2 separate regions of the Hordeum vulgare genome follow, and region 1 is linked to region 2. Evidence: chromatin contacts called from public Hi-C data. All regions are on one chromosome and are shown on one strand. Each heading gives the region's core, a stretch centred on a gene start, on an enhancer-like site or on the middle of the called end of the contact. The rest is flanking DNA. Distances are from core to core; before and after follow the strand shown. Region 1 holds the start of LOC123406159 (proliferating cell nuclear antigen). Region 2 holds the start of LOC123406266 (AP-1 complex subunit gamma-2-like).

Evidence for each region. A called contact is a pair of places that touch in the nucleus more often than the background predicts.
Region 1: a Hi-C map of leaf shows a contact between it and region 2, with 2.4 times the contacts expected there. The contact joins the promoter of LOC123406159 here to the promoter of LOC123406266 in region 2. A contact is called at or near these places in 3 of 6 Hi-C or Micro-C datasets (leaf and seedling).

What each region holds. Positions count from the first base shown.
Region 1 is chr6H:545,859,796-545,866,483 of MorexV3_pseudomolecules_assembly, reverse strand. LOC123406159 (proliferating cell nuclear antigen) reads right to left here and starts at 1,297. Exons shown (of 4, transcript XM_045099636.1): 1 at 945-1,297; 2 at 691-843; 3 at 497-594. The coding sequence starts at 1,263.
Region 2 is chr6H:545,711,683-545,718,165 of MorexV3_pseudomolecules_assembly, reverse strand. It overlaps LOC123406266 (AP-1 complex subunit gamma-2-like), which reads left to right and starts at 4,276. Exons shown (of 20, transcript XM_045099751.1): 1 at 4,276-4,420; 2 at 4,537-4,839; 3 at 4,937-5,078; 4 at 5,452-5,625. The coding sequence starts at 4,383. It also overlaps the pseudogene LOC123405834.

The DNA.
Region 1 (6,688 bases), core at 48-2,547, 150 kb before region 2:
ATCATTTTCAGTGGATGAAGCTATGAAACAACACCATCTTTTAGTATATATGACAGTGGGCGAAGCTATGAAACAACACCATTTTTTAGTATGACACTGTAGGAAAACTGAACATTTGAAAGCAGCATAATTATAATTAACTGCAGACTGCCATTTTAGTCTATGCGAGGGAACAAACAGTAGGGTAGTGTGTATCTATGAGCTGCAAATAGTAAGACAATTTAGGCTAATTATCTTAAGTAAAGGACAGCATCAACAGTAGCTACCAAATCGTTCAAATATTATAACTGAGTAAGCACTAAACGATCTGATTGAGAATTAGGTGTGACTGTCTATTCGTATTGCTAAAATTAAGGTATTCATAAAATACAAGCATAGCTGCAAATGCGATTCCAAACTCTTGTTATGCAATACACCCCAAAAAATTCACAATATAAATGCCTACAAGGACAATATATCCATAGTAACTAGTGGAGAAACAAGACAAGAAAGGAACCTTGTCAACAGTCTTGTTCTGCCTGCAAACGATGTTTGCAGTCCCAATGTCTCCAGCAGTGGAGAACTTGACACCCTCCTTGGTGACAGAGATAATAACTGCAGCGCACAGAGCAGAAGCCGCCGTCAGACAAGCGAGAAACAGAGATGACAAGCGCAGGTGCAGCATAACAAGATTACAGTAGATGAGCATACCGGTGTCGCCGATGCTGCTGAGGTCCTTGCAGATCCTGGAGAACTCGGAGGACGGCATGCGGACGATGGCCTGGTACTCCGAGTCGGGGATGCCGAGGTGCTCGCTGTCGATGTCCATGAGCTTCATCTCGAAGTCGGCAATCTTATCCTGATCTGTTCATCCATCCATCCATGATCCATCCAGATCGGGGTCACCGACGGAGCCACGAGGAGCAAAGGGGGGGAAAACAGATCGAGCGGGGGGGTTCGCTTACTGGGCGACTCGAACATGAAGGTGACGGTGTCGGAGCCGTCGTCGGCCTTGATGGTGATGATGTCGTCGTTGCCGGCGCAGCGGAGCATCTTGGCCATGTTGCCGAGGTTCATGCCCATGGAGAGGTTGCGGTCGCAGCGGTAGTGCTCGAAGCCCTCGGAGCGGAGGAGGAGGGCGACGAGCGCGACGTGGGAGGAGTCCATGGCCTGCAGCGAGAAGCCGGTGCCGGAGCAGTCGAAGTTGGCGTCCGTCACCAGCTCCTTGATCGCCTCCAGCACCTTCTTCAGCAGGCTCCCCTGCACCAGCCGCAGCTCCAGCATCTTCGCGTCCGGCGGGAGGGCGGCGGCGGCGGCGGGGTCGAGGGGGAGCGGGGTGGGGATGGGTTTGGGGGGGGAGGTCGAGGGGGAGCGGGGTGGGGATGGGAGGGAGAAATTGGGCGCGCGCCGGGATATATTTTCCCGCTCGCGCCTCCTTCCACCGGAGGATTGGACTGGCGTGTGGGCCCGAGGGAGGCTGTGGTCCCACATGTCGGTGGCGGAGAGGGGTTTCGCTTTCCCGCCATCTCGCTCGCCGCGTGGGTGGCTTCCCTCCATCGGTTTGGGGTTTGGAGTTTCCCGGGCTGTGTTTATCCTCCCTCGAAAAATCATTCATTTTTAAGACAAGTATTTCCGGATGAAAAAAGTACTACGGTGCTACGTTTTTTTTTCTTTTTTCTCTGTGTTTCTTTTGCTTTTTCTGCTTTTCTTTCCAAAATTCTTGAACTATCGGATATTTTGGAAATTCAATGCTTTTTCTTGAAAATAGAAGATAAAGATCTTTAATGCAAATTTTCAAGTGCCTAATTTTCTTAAAATCAACGTTCTTTCCTAGGAAATACAGTTGAATGCAGTCTTTTAAATACATGCAGATTTTTTCAAAACTGAGAACATTATTTAAATTCCTGAAACATTAATTTATTCTTCAGAAATTTTTGAAAAATAAAATACATGAATGTTTTCACAAATCATGATTTTTTTTAAAAAAATGTGTGCATGTTTTTAATTTTTGTAAATATTTTACTGAACATTTTGTTCCTGAAATAAAAAAATGGATGGAAACCAACTGAAATACAAGGAAATCAAAATTAAAGAAAACTCAGCTAAAACCATACCGAAAATCGTTTGCTCCGCCATCGATATGGAGGTGCATGAAGTGCTAGGTGGGTCGACCCACACGTGCGTCTTAGTGACAATCTATCGCCTAGGATGCAAAATAGGAGGTCCCGCTATGGTCGCTTGCGCCAGGCCGCGACGACTACTTTCACACCCAAGATGCTTCTAAACGCGGGATGCTCCTATTCATCACTCTTAGAAATGAAAACAGGAGGTAACTCCCGTGTGCCTTGTTCGCTCCCAAATAAACCAGCTTCACCTGATAGAGCCGTACACATAGAAAATCGATGTGTAGGCTCTCCAAAGAACATGTGTGATCTCTTGTTTTTGTCCTTGTGCGTTTTCTTTTTTTGCATTATTGCGTCTTGATTTAGTGAGTTTTTAGGGGGAAAATTTAGGGGGGATGATCTGCGCCGATGCGCCGGTCCAGATTTTCGGCCGACCGCGCACGGGCCGCAGGATCCACCAACCCCGCGTCGACCGCACCGTTGGATCCGCATGCAACATTTTCCTCCCTATGCAGCAAAATTTTGATGTCATGCAGCAATTTTTTCATGGTTGCAACAAAAAAAAATCTACGTGATCGTAGCAAAAAAAATAAAGCTGATGGTACGTGGTAGCAAAAGTCAAATGCCGGTTGTAACAAAAATTTACGTGACGTGTATGCAACTTTTTAGTGAACGGTTACAGCAAAACATGATGCCGGTTGTAGCAAAAATTAACACGGTTATAGCAAAAAGTAAAAAACATCGATTGTAACAAAAAATCCGACGAACTAGAGTTGCAACCAAACGTATATGCAGCTTTTTTACCGAGACAAAATATAGTAAAAAAAATGATTGCAGCAAAAATGACGCAGGTTACAACATATTTAGACGAAAAATGTTGCATCCATTGAACGAAGAAGCACACGGATGACAAAAAATGTTACAAGGGCCCGCGCGCCAGGGGGCGACCGGCGCGTCGGTTCGACCGGCGCGCGGTAAAAAACGATTTCCAAAAACTTAATTTTGAAAAGAAAGAAAGTTGTCACAAGCCATAGTCATGGACCGTTACTTCTACAAGTTCATGCCGTCATGCATTACATAAAGTTAGCTCCGCCAAGGCACACAGACCCAGAGGCAGCTTCGAGTTGTGCTTACGGCGCGCCAACGGTGGATGCACAAGGAAAAAGAATCTTTGAGTGTAATCTTTTTTTTCGTGTAGGTGTGTTTGTAAGGCCATACGAATCTGTACTAATAAAAGCACGAGAGGGCAGATCCAACTACAGATCTGAAACGCCTAATCACATTATCAACAGTCTAATGACGCTGTTAATGAAACTCTCGCTAACGAAAACGCTCTGAATGAAACTCTCGCTAATGACTCCCGACCCACAACACCGCTGCGCACCTCGGGACAAAAAAGAAAAAGAAAACCTCCCACTCCCCATGCTACCCGCTACCCTCGCACCCCGTCGGCCCCCGACACCGCCGCCACCGCCGCCCCGGCCCTCGCCACCATCGCCCGCCACCACTCGCCCCGCCACTGCCCCAGCTCCCGCCATCGCCGCCCCGCCGCCGCCTCGCCCCATCCCGCCACGGGCTCGCCTCGCCCCGCCCCGCCACGGGAAGGCCGGGAGGCGGTTCCCGCACTAGGGTTGCGACGGCCGAATCTCCGCCGCCCCGGCCCTCGCCACCATCGCCCGCCACCACTCGCCCCGCAACCGCCCCAGCTGCCGCCATCGCCGCCCCACCACGGGCTCGCCCCGCCCCGCCACGAGAAGGTCGGGAGGCGGTTGCCGCAGTAGGGTTGCGACGGCCGAATCTCCGCTCGGCAGAGAGGCCGCGCACGCACCCCCGACATCTGCCCACCATGGGTTCTGCCCTCCGGATTTCCGCCCGGTAGGGGCAGCACGCCCTCGACGCCCTGGCATGGGACTGCCCCCACGCCCAGCCCTGTCGGCGCCCTGCACGCCCCCAACAAAGGCAGCCCCCGCTCTGCGGAGACCCCGGGGGAGAACCCGACGACGGCGAGCCGCTACAGCATGGCGTTCGTCAAGGGTGAAAGGATCTATATGGTTGACTAGAGGGGGGTCAATAGGCAACGACCACTTTTTAATTAATCTTAGCAAGTTAGGGTAAACAACATATGGGTTCACAATAATAGCAACAATGGGGTGAACCGTAATAAAGCTAACAACAAGAGCTACTAAGACAATTAAGAGATAAACAACAACATAAGCATACACAAAGTAAAGGTTAGAGATAACCACAAGTGGAACCAATGAAGACGAGGATGTGTTACCGAAGTTCCTTCCCTTTGACAGGAAGTACGTCTCCGTTGGAGCGGTGTAGAGGCACAATGCTCCCCAATAAGCCACTAAGGCCACCCTATTCTCTTCACGCCCTCACACGATGCAAGGTACCGTGATTCCACTATAGGTGCCCTTGAAGGCGGCGACCGAACATTTACAAACAAGGTTGGGGCAAACTCCACACAAAGCTTGGAGGCTCCCAACAAGACCACGAAGCTTCACCACAATGGAATGTGGCTCCGAGGTGACCTCAACCGTCTAGGATGCTCAAACACCCAAGAGTAACAAGATCTGCAAGGGATTGGTGGGGAATCAACTTTTCTCTTGGTGAAAGTGTAGATCTAGGTGTTCTCAACCAATCCCTAAAGAATCAACAAGTTTGATTGGCTAGGGAGAGATATCGGGCACTTTTGAGCTTAGGGAGCAACAATGCAGCTTGGGAGGGTAAGAGATAAGGTTCCACAGCTAGAAGAATCCCTTATATAGTGGGGGAAGAATCCAGCCGTTTTCCCACTCACAGCCCGTGCCTAGCGGTACTACCGTTGGATGCAGCGGTACTACCACTGTGCCCATGGTAGTGCATAAGCACTACCGGGCCAACCACCGCCAAGAAAGTCTTCGCAAAAAGGTCCGTCAAAGTACAACCGCTAGGAAGGCGGTACTAAGCTCCTCGAGCGGTACTACCGCTGACCAGGGTAGCGGTACTACCGCTGGCTGCAGCGGTATTACCGCTAGGCACAGCGGTACTACCGCTGAGGAACCATTTGCTAAGAAGAGATAAACACAAAGGTAGGAGCCACTCCAAAGTTGCAGGCAAGGGGAAAGGAGATAAAGTGTGTGCGTGCAAAATTGATTCCACCCAAACCTTTCCAGTACGGGTCCCCTCTTAATAGTACGGTGTTCCTATGACTCAAAGAAAAAGGATCGTAGAGTACACCGTGCTTCTGTTCCATGGAAAGAGGGGGCGAGTCGTCTTGTGCCGTTGACATGTGTTATCTAAAATCTTAACACACACGGTTAGTCCTTTGCGGTACTGTCATCAATCACCAAAATTACTTAGGCATAAACTATGCCCTAACAATCTCCCCCTTTTTGGTGGATTGATGACAATACCGAATTTGCACAGTGAATAACATGTGAACAAAAAGATAGAGATATATGAAAATAAGGAGCATATGACTCACAACATATGATGAAAATAAATCTCACACTAGTTCAAGTCTCACAACATATGATGGAAATAAATCTCACACTCATCATCCCTAGACCCGTCCGTGGCATCCGGATCGTCCTGCTCCTCCTCATTGTCCTCCTCCTCCTCTGCATCAGACCACTGATAACCTTGAGCCCGCATCCAAGCAGACTCTGGAGTGATGTCGTCCTCTGAGCCGCTGGAGATATCAACATCAAGTGTCCTCAGGACACGCTTGTGCCTCTGACGGTTCTCCTTCTGGGCCACATGAGTCTGATACTGTCCCTTAGCCTGCATACAGAAGAGAGTCTTCATTTTATCCTGCAGTTTCACTGCCCAAGATGGCATAGCAGAAGAGCGGGACTGAGAAGCGGTGCCTCTGTCAGCAGCAGTCTCTGTGTCAGTGTCCATGTGTTGAGATGAAGTTGATGGGTTGGCCCATTTGTCCTTGATGCGGAGCCTGATAGGATCGTGCGCAAAATAATCAGCCTAAAGGTGGAACTCCTCAAGCGGATAGGTGTCGTGCCACTTCTGGCGAATATAGGCAAACAAGTAGGGCCCGTAGATGGGAACCTTGCGCATCATGATGCAGTTCCAGAGCTCGGTGAACATCACGTCAGAAATATAGAGAGGGGCAGACTCCTTAGTCATAGCCTCCTCACAAAGCAGAAGCATCTCAGCCAGAGAACCGTGCACCTCGTCGAAGTTGCCAATGCGAGGAAAGAGGTGTTGGGGAACGTCGCATGGGAAACAAAAATTTTCCTACGCGCACGAAGACCTATCATGGTGATGTCCATCTACGAGAGGGGATGAGTGATCTACGTACCCTTGTAGATCGTACAGCAGAAGCGTTAGAGAACGCGGTTGATGTAGTGGAACGTCCTCACGTCCCTCGATCCGCCCCGCGAACAATCCCGCGATCAGTCCCACGATCTAGTACCGAACGGACGGCACCTCCGCGTTCAGCACACGTACAGCTCGACGATGATCTCGGCCTTCTTGATCCAGCAAGAGAGACGGAGAGGTAGAAGAGTTCTCTGGCAGCGTGATGGCGCTCCGGAGGTTGGTGATGATCTTGTCTCAGCAGGGCTCCGCCCGAGCTCCGC
Region 2 (6,483 bases), core at 3,027-5,526:
ATCAAGTTAAACTTAACCAGTGCTTCAGTCTCTTTCCCATGATTAGCCAGTGCAGACAACAATGCATTCCACGTACATGCCTCCTTCTCACATACAATCTAAAAGGCTCTCCTGCAACAGTCAAGCTTCCCATACTTCCCATACATGTCGATCAACGTCGTTTCCAAGAACGCTGTAGAGTCAGCCTCATGCCGAAAAACATATGCATGAACAGCCGTCCCGACCGCAAGCCCCCCGGCACCATCCAAGTTTGCACAAGCCGAGAGCACGCTGACCAATGTGGCCTCCCCGAGCCGCCCAATGTTGTCCAACAAAAATCTCCTGAGGGCCTCAACAGCATCCGAGTGGCACCCATTCCTGGATAACCAAAGATGAGCGTCGTCCAAGACACCACATCCCTCACCACCATCCGCTCAAAGAATTCTCTAGCCGCAGCCACGTCTCCGACGAGGCATAGCACATCAAGCATGGCATTAGAGGAGACCAGATCCGGGTTGGCCATTTCGTCAAACACCTTAGATGCGTCACACCCGAGACGCCCAGCTCGACCATAGGAGCTGACCAGCGAGCATACAATGAAGCGATCAGCCGTAAGCCCGCAGCGGAGACACTGCGCGTGGAAGGCCCTGGTGGCTGGTCCGGAGGCGGAGGCGAACCTGAGGATGGAAGGGAACGTGTGGCCGTTGGGGCGCGCCCCGGCGGCGAGCATGGCCGAGAAAAGGCGGAGGGTGGCGCATAGCGGGGTGATTATGGAAGCAGGGAGGCGGAGGTGGGCATGGATGAGGCAGTTGTAGGGGAAGGTGGCGGCGGCGTGGGAGGTGGAGAGCGTGCCGGAGGCGAGGAGGAGGGCATGGACCTGGAGGAGCCGGCGAGGGGCGGAGAAGTGCTTCTGGAGGAGGCGCTCGAGGACGGCGAAGGAGTACGGGGAGCCCGTCCACATATGCGCCGCGACGCTCGCCGGCGTTGCTGTCCTCAGCCAGATCGGATCCAAGTTCAAGAAAGCTGCTGCGCTATCCCCGGCGAGGGGAGTTGGAGTTGGGGGAAGGGGCAGGAAAACTAAAAAAGAAAAAGCAAAAACAGAGTGCAGAGGGAATTGAACCTGGGTCTTCAGCTAAGAAGAGCAAGGCTCTCTCCATCCTGCTAGTCCTTCACTATGGACATAATATGGCGGCATAGGTTCAGATAATACGTTTGGGCCGGTGAAAGAAAAAACTGAATCGTTTTTTGACTTACGGGTGGCATTGGTGAGTAATTTTGACCAACTTCAGAGGCAATTTCGATGACGTACGGACAGAAGTTATCCGTACTTTATTAGTAGGTAAAGATAAGACACTACTTGTATCTTATTACATGATTGTTTGAGAGGAGAATACAATCATCCTACACCTTATGCAGATTGATGAGCCTTAGCTCACCCACTTGAGAAAAAAATATGATAAAACTCTACACTTAGAGGCCCAACATAGTCTGAAAAATGGAAGTGTGTAGAAGACATCAACTCCCCTACAATGCGAATAAGCAGCACTAGAACAAGAGCGAGGCAGAGAGACCTTATTTCACGTCAACGTCAACACCATCGTCTCACCGAAAACAAAAACTAAACTTATTCATAACCCTACAACCATCCAACTGAAGCCCTGGTGTCCATGCCCCTCACGTCTCCATAACGGCATATAAAGGGAGTGGGCGCCCTTGGTCTTGCTGGGAAGGCAGGTAGATTGGCCATCGCCTCTGTATCTTAGGTCATCGGAGCAGGTGAAAAGAAAACGGTTCATACATAATTTTTAGGATTGTCTTGCAACGGTGACAATTTGTTTAACCATTGCTTTATCCTGCTGGTGACTTAAAATCAATTTAACACACCTTCTAAAAAGCAGTAATTAACAGTCAAAAATTTGTTGCCAATTATCCCATCATTTTTGTCCATATGATCAAAATTTGATGGTTGTGGGTTCTATCGCTAGCCATTTATTGGTTGACAACATTTTTTTATGTTTATATAATCAAAATTGGAACACACTTGCTTAAACCAAGCGTTGGATACAACAACCCTCTACCCATCCAAAGCCGCAACAATTAGTCGCCTTGTGTAAACTTTCACATGCTTACCCTCCTCCTCACCCCCAAATCATCAGTATAACGCAAATGCCATCTACATTCGTGCTTACGTACATAGCAAATCAAAAGCGGTTGAATAAGTGCGTTTGTGCGATGGTAAAAAAAAAGTCGGTTGAGTAAGTGAAATAATGCATCGGTTTCTATGTTCCAGTTTGCGCAAAAAGGTAAAAGAGAGAGACATTGATTCATTTCTAAGAACAAATAAATACCTGTCAAAATTGTCATATAAGTCAGCAAAAGATCCGTAGCGTTCTAAAATTCTGAACATTAATACAGCTCTCTCACTCTCTCCACCTAAAAAATTGATTAGGTACATACCTAAGAAAAAAGTATGACATCTCTTTAGAAGTATTTCGTTGGTTCAATTTTCTCCTTTAATTTTAAGCTTCCTTATCTCCTCAAAATTATTAGGAAAAAGTTATTTGAACTTTTTTCTCCAAGTAAGGAAGGCTAAAGTTTAGGTAAAAATTACAAGCGAAGCCTAGATGTGATCATGGTGAGCCCTGCCAAATGCCTGGGATCGAAAACTAAACGGTTGGTTTAGGCTCGTCATATGCTTTCAACCTCAATGGACACCACAAAAGCATGAGATACCTAAGCTACGTCGTATTATTATAACCAAAATAAATTAATAACAATTTTTTCAAATGATGATTTCTTTATGGAAAACACTTAAAATAAACCGTCTGATCTCTCCCTTGTGTAAGCCGCTCTCTCCTAACGATACGTGCCCTGCACGAGGTTCGCACACCACATCCCAGCCTTATCCTCTCCACACTTGGATCGTCTTCCTCGTTCCTCCCTCCCTCACCCACTCCCCCACTCTTTTCTTCCTAGATGGGGTACCCGTTGATCCGATGGGATGACCGTCCAACGCGTCGCCGACGGGATTGGGGGGAGCCGCGCTGTCGAAGGTGTTGAAGTGTGGCGGCGGCCGAAGCGACAGGGGCTCCCCTAACCTCATCACAACAGTCGTCATTTGCTGCATCGTCATTGTTGCGCTCCAGCTCCAGTGAAGCATCGCTGGAGCTGTGATGGGCCGTCGTTGCTGCGTTGGAGCGCCGCCGTGCAGGAGTTCGCGCTCCAGTGAAGCATCACCGGGGCTGTGATGGGTCGTCGTTGCTGCGTTGGAGCGTCGCCGTGCAGGATTTCGCGCTCCAGTGAAGCATCACCGGGGCTGTGATGGGTCGTCGTTGCTGCGTTGGAGCGCCGCCGTGCAGGAGTTCGCGCTCCAGTGAAGCATCACTGGGGCTGTGATGGGTCGTCGTTGCTGCGTTGGAGCGCCGCCGTGTCGCGCTGCAATGAAGCTTCATAGGCGGTTGCATTGGAGCTTCACCGGCGGCGCCAAGAGTTGCCATGCAGCGCCCAAAGTTGCAATGAAGCTTCACCGACGGCTGCAATGGAGCTTCATCGACGACGCCAAGATTTGTGATATGCAGCGCCCGAGCTGCAGTGAAGCTCCACTCACGCCGCAATGGATCTTCACCACGACGAGCGGTCGTTGCTCGCGTTGACCCGATTCAGCGTCTGTGTGGAATGCATCTAATGGCTGGGGACCCGGCTGATTTTCTGAAAAACCAATCGGTTGATCCGTAGCAGCCGTCTTTCTTTATATCTTGACACGCTTCAAGACGAGTAGATCTGGTTGAAAAAGGAAGAAAATATGCATAAAAGCAATCATTTAGAAAAAGAAAGACATAAAACTTATCCTTCATCTATGCACACGGATGTAAACACATGTACACACCTAGTTCTTTCCACACGAGGGTTCACTTCTACCGTGCTATCACTACGCAGCACCGAATTACGCCGTTTCAGTCTTTGTGGGTTTCGCGGGTCTATGTTTACTCAACCTGCTCTCGAGAATGTAGCTCACCAAATCCATCGCATAAAAACTCCTCACACCGTCGCTTAATCGAAACGTCTCCACACGAATTCCTCCGAATTTTATGTTTGAACTTCCATGGTTCCAAACGGGGCTGAAGTTTTTAAAATACAGAAAAATACAGGGGGCCGCCGGCAGTTCTTCCCACCACCGAGCACCGACCGTCGCCACCATTTCCACTCCTCCAGATCCACCCATCGTCCTCCTCCCCGCTGCCTCCCTGCTTCCTTCCTTCCCGCCCCCAACCACCTCGGCCGCCAGATCCCGCGAGCTCCCACCCCCACCCCCACGCCCCTCTCGTGCGCGCGCTCGCGCGCGCGCTCCCCGGGATCCCAAGCTGGATACCGTCGAGAAGATCGTCGAGGACTTCGCCTCGGACATGGCCCTCAACCCCTTCTCCTCCGGCACCCGCCTGCGGTGAGCCCCAAACCCCGAAATTCACCCCCGGATCCGCCGCGGCAATGCTGCGAATCGCGCCTGCTTGCTTGCTTGCTCTGACTGACCGATCTTCCTTCCTTCCTTCCTTCCCGCAGGGACATGATACGGGCGATACGCGCGTGCAAGACGGCGGCGGAGGAGCGGGCGGTGGTGCGGCGGGAGTGCGCGGCGATACGGGCGGCGATCAGCGGGGACGGGCAGGACCTGCGGCACCGCAACATGGCCAAGCTCATGTTCATCCACATGCTCGGCTACCCCACCCACTTCGGCCAGATGGAGTGCCTCAAGCTCATCGCCGCCGTCGGATACCCCGAGAAGCGGATCGGCTACCTCGGCCTCATGCTGCTCCTCGACGAGCGCCAGGAGGTCCTCATGCTCGTCACCAACTCCCTCAAGCAGTAGGCCCGCATCCTCCCTGCTGCTGCACAGTGTTTGCTTCAGTACGTAGATGTGATGCCGAGTTTTGAGTAATGCTACTGCTTGATTTGGGGGCAGGGATCTCAACCACTCCAACCAGTTCATCGTGGGGCTCGCGCTGTGCGCGCTCGGGAACATCTGCTCTGCTGAGATGGCCCGGGATCTGGCGCCTGAAGTGGAGAGGCTCATGCGAAGCAGGGATGCTAATACAAAGAAGAAGGTGCTTGTTTTCATAACACGGTTCAGTTTATAGTCAGTGAATCCACTCATCCGGTGGAGCATGTCCAAAATAAGCATCTTCCAGAGGAATTGTTGGTATGCCAAGGTTTGGGGTAGATTAAGAAACTGCACATTACTATCGAAGTCAGTCACTATAGATTGTCATTTACACAAATAAATCCTGGCGCTTTGCTATGCAACAAAAGATTTCCTCTTGGCCCGTTATTTCAGAGAGTATTTAAAAAAATTACCCGGCATTTTATTCATTTTGCTGTACTCATCTACGCTACTGACAAAATACTTTCTTTGGTTCTCTTTGAAATCATGAGTTTTATGGAGGTATTATTCATGATATTCTTGTCCCTGTTTATTAGGCTGCTCTGTGCTCTGTGAGGATTGTAAGAAAAGTCCCGGATTTGGCGGAAAATTTCATGGGTCTTGCTGCATCATTACTGAAGGAAAAACACCATGGGGTTTTGATATCTGCAGTTCAGCTCTGCACTGAATTGTGTAAAGCCAGCAAAGATGCATTGGAGTACCTGAGAAAGGTAATGCCATTTTTTTTATGTTACACCTGAGGCCCTGAGGTCTGTTTTGACAATAACTGGATTATGACAATGATCGATGATCATTATTTTTTTGAACGATCACCGGGGGGGGGGGGGGGGGGATCCCCACCTGAATATATTGCTGAAAAGCTGCCAAAGCCAAGAGTCACCCCTTGAACTTCGGCTGATCCAGTTTATAAGGGAAACCAGATCGAAAACCTAAACAAGCTGACCCCGTTTATGAGGGAATCTGGGCCAAAAAAACGTACAGGTAACAAGGTTGCAGAAGATGTGAAAAAATTGGCACCCAGGAAAAGGCATGGCCTAGCTATTAGGCAAAAAGACCACCACCAGGAGAGACACAAGTAGATGTGGGGTGTTGTTGAAGGATCACAATACCAAGACTCTGCAAACAACCTAACGCACCGCACCGACATGCGTATCGAGCCCCACGGCACAACAGAGGATCAACCATAACCAATGAGTGCCGAACTAAACACGAACCTTGACCGGAAGATCCGCCACGGAGGTCGAAATGATTAGCAGGTTGGGGAGGCATCATTGCTTCGTCACTGAGCAAAGTTGAACCAAGACCACACCAAGAGCTCGAAGCTTGCCGCAGCACAACGGCAACCATGGTAGGGTCTTGAGCAAGCACGGGAGTACCCAAAGGGCAGCCGAAGAGAAAGACATGAAGAATAACACAACCAGCACAAAGGGGGCCTCAACTTCTATCTTCATCTGACCAAGCAAGGAGAGCCTTGAACGTTGGCCATCTGGTCGCCACCCAACGACACCCGCAAGGAGAGAGGTGTCGTACGGGAACGAAGTGGTCCGGAGAGGAGCACACCCCGCTAA